2 separate regions of the Sus scrofa genome follow, and region 1 is linked to region 2. A link is a contact called in public Hi-C data. All regions are on one chromosome and are shown on one strand. The core of a region is the stretch at or near the end of the contact, and the rest is flanking DNA. Distances in the headings are between cores, read along the strand shown. Region 1 holds the start of CARM1 (histone-arginine methyltransferase CARM1). Region 2 holds the start of KRI1 (protein KRI1 homolog).

Region 1 (2,994 bases), core at 124-2,623, 270 kb after region 2:
AGCTGTTCTCAAAGTCTCGATGGAATGTACTCCTTCAAGCCCGGGGCTTCTGGGGTCCAATCACTGATTGTAGCACTCAGTGTGGTGTATGGGGAAGCTCTCGGGGGTGCGTGGATGGGGTAGTACCACGTGGGCCTCAGCTAAATTCTTTGTATTGGTGAGCACAGGAGGTGGAATGATGGTGGGGTGGAGGAAGAGGAACATTGGGAAGGACAGTACTAAATGAGCAGGTCTAGGTTAGAGAGGCAGCTGGAGAATGTGGCTGCAAACCCCTTTGGAACTCCCCCAAAGAGAATGGGCCCCTGGACCAGTGGAGGGGGGAACTGGAGGGAAGACAGATATGTGTTTGTGTGTGTATGGAAAGGGGCACTTGGCCCCGATTTGCTGGCCAGCCATCATTCGGGGCAGGGAAAGTAGAAGAGGAAAGGGGCTAAAGGAGGGGTCCAAGAATTTTTTGTAGGGGAGAAGACAGTGAAGGGCTGAGGATGGAGGAGGAGGGCCCTAGAGTAAGGGGCTGGAGATGATGGAGTGGAGCGGAGGAGTGGCTGAGTGCTCAGGCAGGAGTTCCCGGTGGGGTACTGGGGTCAAGTCCTAACTCAAACTGTTTTTCCATCCCGCCGGCTGCGGCTGGGGCGTGTCCCTACGTCCTGTCCCCGCCCCTCACTCCGGTCTTCCCCTGAACCCAGAGCCTCACAAAGCAAGCGGGAGGGAACAGGACCGGTGTAGGGGCGGGGCCTCTTCGCAGCTGGACCCCGCCCCTCAGCGTGTCACCTCACAAAGCCGGGAGGGGCAACGGGCGGACCCAAGCTTCAGGGGCGTGTCGGAGCTGCTGGGCGTCAGGTCCGCCCCCGCCGTTTTTCTAGCTGGGGAGCCACCTCTCTGGGCACGACTGTCGGGGCGGGGCAAGGGGGCGTGTCCGGGGCATAAGCACCGTCCCCCTGACGCGCGTTCCGGCCCCCTCCCTCCCCGGGCCTCGGCGGCCTCACTGCCTCACAAAGCACCGCCGGCAGTTCAGGCCGCGCCGGGCGGGGGGCGGGGCCGAGGCCCAGGGGCGTGTTCGCGCCGCAAGCACCTCCCCCGACGTACGCTCTTGTCCCCGCTGTTCCTGGACCGCGGAGTCACCTCACAAAGCGGCGACCGCTCGCGCGGGGCGGGGCGGGGTTGGGTGGGGCAGGCCCCGCCCCTCCAGCGTGCTCCCTCCCAGCGCCCAGGGCCGCCGGCAGGGGGCGCTGCGCCACGGGGCCGGGCAGCAGCCGCGGTGGCGGCGAGGCGGCGCGTGGCCGGCAGGCGGCGCTGCCCGGCTCGGCCTCTGCCTCGGCCTGCGCGGCGGCGGCAGCGGCGGCAGCGGCGGCGGCCTGGGCCCGGGCGCGGCGGCGGCGGCGGCGGCGGGGCCTGGAGCCGGATCTAAGATGGCAGCAGCGACGGCGGCGGCGGGGCCGGGCGTGGGCGGCGCAGGGGCGGCCGGCCCGGGTGTCGCGGGGCCCTGCGGGGCCGTGTCCGTGTTCCCCGGCGCCCGCCTCCTCACCATCGGCGACGCGAACGGCGAGATCCAGCGGCACGCGGAGCAGCAGGCACTGCGCCTCGAGGTGCGCGCCGGCCCGGACGCGGCGGGCATCGCCCTCTACAGCCGTGAGTGCGGGGCTCCGGGGCCGGGCCGAGGGCCGGGTTGCGCGCGGGGGCTGCGCACGAGGCCGGCAGGGCGGGGGGCCCAGGGCGGGAGGGACGCGACCACAGTGAGGGGCCCGGGGCCCCGAGGGTGAGGGGCCCTGACTCGTGGGGGCCTGGGGTGGGGTCCTTGGGGCCGAGCCGGGGGAGTTAGGTGTGCGGGTCCCCGAGTTGAGGGGTGTGGAGGGACGGTGTCAAGCGGCAGAAAAAGAGGGCGTGCGTGGTGGCCAGAGGTGAGGTGCCCGGACTATGGAGGGAAGCGGGAAATGGGGGAGTAGTGAGGGCCCTGAGATTGGGAGGGGGTGAGCAGGAAGTGGGGGGCCGCGAGTGGAAGGGAGAATTCGCAGGAAGCTGGGGTTGTGGAGGCTGGGTGGGAGGGGAGGGGGCCTGAGGCGTGGGAGAGGTGGGAGTCTGGGGGCGGGTGTGGCCGCCCTAGCTGGGAGGAGGGGGTGTGTGGCCACCTCGGGAGACCCTCTGAACTGCCAAGGACGGTTGGAAAGTGGTGCCCAGCCTGGAGGACCCTGTGCCACCCATCCGGAGGGCTTGGCAATCCGGACCCCCGAGTGGGAAACTTCTAGATCTGAGGAGAGGGCCCATGCGAGGTTGGTGCGAGCCACTGGCTGTGAGCCTCGTGGATACGTGGATGGGTAGGGTCCCTTCTTGATGCCCGGCTCTGAAGTAAGGGGTAACATTGCCTCCTTCTTCGCCACGGTCCTCCGATTTTCCTTTTTGGGGATGTGAGAAGTGGGCTGAATTTTCAGAAGCGAGTTTCAAAACTGACATTTCGGTGGGGGGAAAAAATTACAAAGGTGTTTGCCGAGGACTCTGCTTCTTTGTAGTTTATCCTTTTTCTTCCTCTTGTTACTCTTTCTTATCTGTTGTCTTCTGTCAGGATTCCGCCTTCACATTTTGTTATACTGTTACACTTAGCTTTGTCTCTCCGGGTTTCTTGCCCTGATGCTCTGGGGAGTCACTGAGGAGGCCTTTCCTGGCTTTGGCCTCTGTGAGTTTTCTGCCACTTTGGGAACAGGGTTTTCTGAAGGGAAGTGTATGGAGCTCAGGCAGAGGGTGCTCCCCACACCTCAACTTGGAAAACCCAAATAAGGGAGCTCCCAGTGTTGCATGACTTTTTTGACTTTCTTGGACCAGATGAGGAGAGAGAAGGGTATCCCGGGGGGGATTGGAGCTCAGGACAGACACTTAAGCCCAACAGGATCCCCCAGATCGTAAGCATGGCTGTTTATTCAACCAGCATTAATAGGGTGGAGAACAGTGTAGGGCAGCGTTTCTCAAACTAGGGTCCCAGGGCTGATCCTCAAAGGAGTTCCA
Region 2 (3,092 bases), core at 519-3,018:
CTCATGAAATAGGGAGATCCCTGGTGGTTCACTGGGTTAAAGATCCAGTGTTGTCACTGCTGTGGCTCGGGTCACTGCTGTGGTGGTGCAGCAGGTTCAATCCCTGGCCTGGGATCGCATGCCTCGGTAGAGCCAAAAAAAAAGATTGGTGAAATAATCACAACAGCCCATAAGGCAATGAGGAAACTGGGCCTCAAGATGAGCAGCCCCAGAGTTCCCGTCATGGCTCAGTGGTTGATGAACCCAACTAGTATCCATGAGGATGTGGGTTTGATCCTTGGCCTTGCTCAGTGGGTTAAGGATCCAGCATTGCCCTGAGCTGTGCTGTAGGCCACAGAAGTGGCTCGGATCCTGAGTTGCTGTGGCTGTGGTGTAGGCTGGCAGCTACATCTTTGATTCAACCCTTAGCCTGGGAAGTTCCATATGCTGCCGGTCCCACCCTCAAAAGACAAAAACAAAACAAAACAAAACAAAAAAACGAGCAGTCCCAGACCTGTTCTCTGATAGAATGTGGCATCTTTCTTGTAAATCCGGGGATCCTTCTTCTTCAACAAGGATAGAGTCCTGTAAAAGTCTCGCTCCTGCTGGGGGTCAAATTCCTAGGGCAGGAAAAGAGGTGGAGACAGATTTCAGAAGGAGGCACCTGGTGATGAGGGCACCAGGGGTAGGTGGGCTGAGAGGGTGTGGGAATTAGGGTGGGGGAGGGGCATATATTAAGAAGCAGGAAGGGGAATCTGGCTAGAGAGGCAGGTGGGGGGTGGAGGTCTGGATCTGAGTGGAAGAGGGGGGCAAACGGGTGGAGGAGGGAGAGGGGCCGTCTTGGGGGTGGTCCACACATAGGATATGTACAGGATATGAAATGGAAGTAGTGGGTAAGGAGAGGTTACTTCCTGGCATCAGTAAGGGATTCAGGACACGGGGCTAGGTGGGCAGAAAGGGCACAGGAAGAATGGAGAGAAAGGGCTGGACCACTCAGGGAGACTGGGAAGATCAGGGCTGCTATGGGGAAAAGGTGGGTGCCCCATGTGGCAGAGGGATGCCCCACTTTGGGGAGAGCGGCAGGCGTTGAGAAAGGGTTAGACTGTTAGGGACAAAAAGGTGGACAGACAGTTTACACCTCACAGATCAAGATGGGCCAGGAGCTCCGAGGTGAGAAGGGGGAGGTAGGGGGAATCTGGCCACCCCCTGGGGATGGGGAGGACGCTGTCTGGCTCTCAAGGGAATGAAGGGCGGGAGTTGAAAGCTCCCCTCGGCGCGCTGGTGATGAGGGTAAGCAGCTCCCTATAAGCCGGGCAAGGATGGTGTGCTTGGAAGCCTCCCCAAGTTCAGGACGGAAGCGGGTAAGCTCACCACGCGCTCATCGCTGGAGTCAGACTCGGAGCTGGAGTCGCCACTGCCGTCCTGGTCTCCGTAGCGATCTTTGACTGTGGGGCACAGATAGGAGCCCTCAGGTCAGCCTGGGGGACCAGATCAAGCCCACTTCCTGACCGCCCGGCATGCGCCGGCGCCCCGCGCGCATGCGCCCCGCACTCACGCCGCTGCAGCTCCTCGCGCTCCCGGTAGCGGCCGTACCGCGCAGCAAACGCCGCGTTCACCCGCAGGGGCGACGACCCGCGCGGCTCCGGCATGGCGGCTCTGGGCACACTGCGCAAGCGTACGGAGGGCGCCCCAGGGGGCGGGGCTACTCCCTAGCAAGCTAGCTTTAAATGGGGCGGAGCCTCGTGGACGGCACTTAACCCAGCCCCTGGCCCTTCCGGGATCCCAAGCCCTGTGACGGCAGTCCCCACCCATGGGCCACGCCTCTGCAGGGAAGGCTACGGCCACCGCCCACCCCACTCCCCCACCCCCAGGGCTCCCGGCACCCAGCTGACATCTGGGGGCCCTTTCTCCACTCGCGGTTTCCTGCCTCCCTTCCGTTCCGACAGCGCAAACCGCTGCCCCACCCAGCTCACTCACCCCTTGCGCCCTGGGAATTACCACTCTCGCCCCTCCGCCAAAGGACCCACGATCCGCGACCTGGGTGCCCACCCCCACAAACATCCTGAATGCACGACTCTCCATCGCAGCCTCAAAAATCAGAAGCCACTGGCGCTATGATCATGCACAAGTCTTAATTTAATGGGTAAAAACATTAAATTACACACACAACAATTTTTTCCATAAAGCTTAATAAATAGAATGTGTTAACGCTGTACAAGGGACTGGAAAACAAGCTTTTAAACAAAATATGAATGAACTCATACTACCCTTTTACTGATTTGGAACACCCCCCTCCCCCATGCCCGAAAGCAGTGTGCACACTTGAGGTCTAGCTCTGGGTATAGCTGGCCAAGGTCGACAGGTTCCAGGAGCCTTGGAAGGAATGACCTCACTCTGGAGCTAGGGCTTTAAACGCTCTGCCCTTGGGACTTGTCTGTAGTCCCAGCAGTCTGGGGGGTGGAGGAAACTGAACCGTTTAGGTGGCTGTTGCCTGCAGGAGCCCTTCTCTGCCCAATACACCAAAAGGGGTGAGAGGAAAAAAAATGAGAAATGCACCTCAAACACACACACCCCAGAAATCAACACCAACAAGCCACAAACTTGTGCCCCTCGGCAGTGGGCAGGAGGAGCTAAGGGAGAAAGTGTTTCTTCCCTTCTCTTCTGACACAGAACCCAGCCGGGTCCTGTTGCTGGACTGGGTGGCCCCAGGTCACAGTGGTGCCACTGTGTGCCGCTGTAGTATGTCCATGAGATCCTGAGCACCTCTCCCCCTTGCCAGCTCCAGGGGTGTAAGCCCCCTGGCGTCCCTGTGATGGAGATCAGATTCAGCAGCCAGGAAGCTGACCACAGAGGTGTGGCCCTCTCTCACAGCCAGATGAATGGGGAGTGCCCCGGTGCCATCAGGTGCATTGACATCAGCGCCGTGCTCTACCAACACTTTCAGGGTGTCAAGGAATCCAGTACGGGCTGCATCGTGGGCCGGAGTGGTGCCGGAAGCATCCTGGACATTGGGGCTGGCACCTTGTTTCAGGAGCTCCTGGGCGATGGTGGGGCTGCCAAACATCATGACCTGTTGGGGGCAGAGGGTCAGGGGGTCCTCAAAGGAGGAGGCC

What was found. Hi-C and Micro-C count contacts between places; a contact is called where the count stands out from the background.
Region 1: a Hi-C map of liver shows a contact between it and region 2, with 3 times the contacts expected there. The contact joins the promoter of CARM1 here to the promoter of KRI1 in region 2. A contact is called at or near these places in 3 of 5 promoter capture datasets (fetal liver, fetal skeletal muscle and liver) and 1 of 47 Hi-C or Micro-C datasets (liver).

The regions. Positions count from the first base shown.
Region 1 is chr2:69,600,748-69,603,741 of Sscrofa11.1, forward strand. CARM1 (histone-arginine methyltransferase CARM1) reads left to right here and starts at 1,374. Exons shown (of 15, transcript XM_021083821.1): 1 at 1,374-1,629. The coding sequence starts at 1,410. C2H19orf38 (protein HIDE1) reads left to right here. Exons shown (of 7, transcript XM_013994683.2): 7 at 1-13.
Region 2 is chr2:69,335,336-69,338,427 of Sscrofa11.1, forward strand. KRI1 (protein KRI1 homolog) reads right to left here and starts at 1,769. Exons shown (of 19, transcript XM_013987437.2): 1 at 1,535-1,769; 2 at 1,351-1,424; 3 at 494-599. The coding sequence starts at 1,628. It overlaps CDKN2D (cyclin-dependent kinase 4 inhibitor D), which reads right to left. Exons shown (of 3, transcript XM_005654859.2): 3 at 2,093-3,049. The coding sequence ends at 2,690.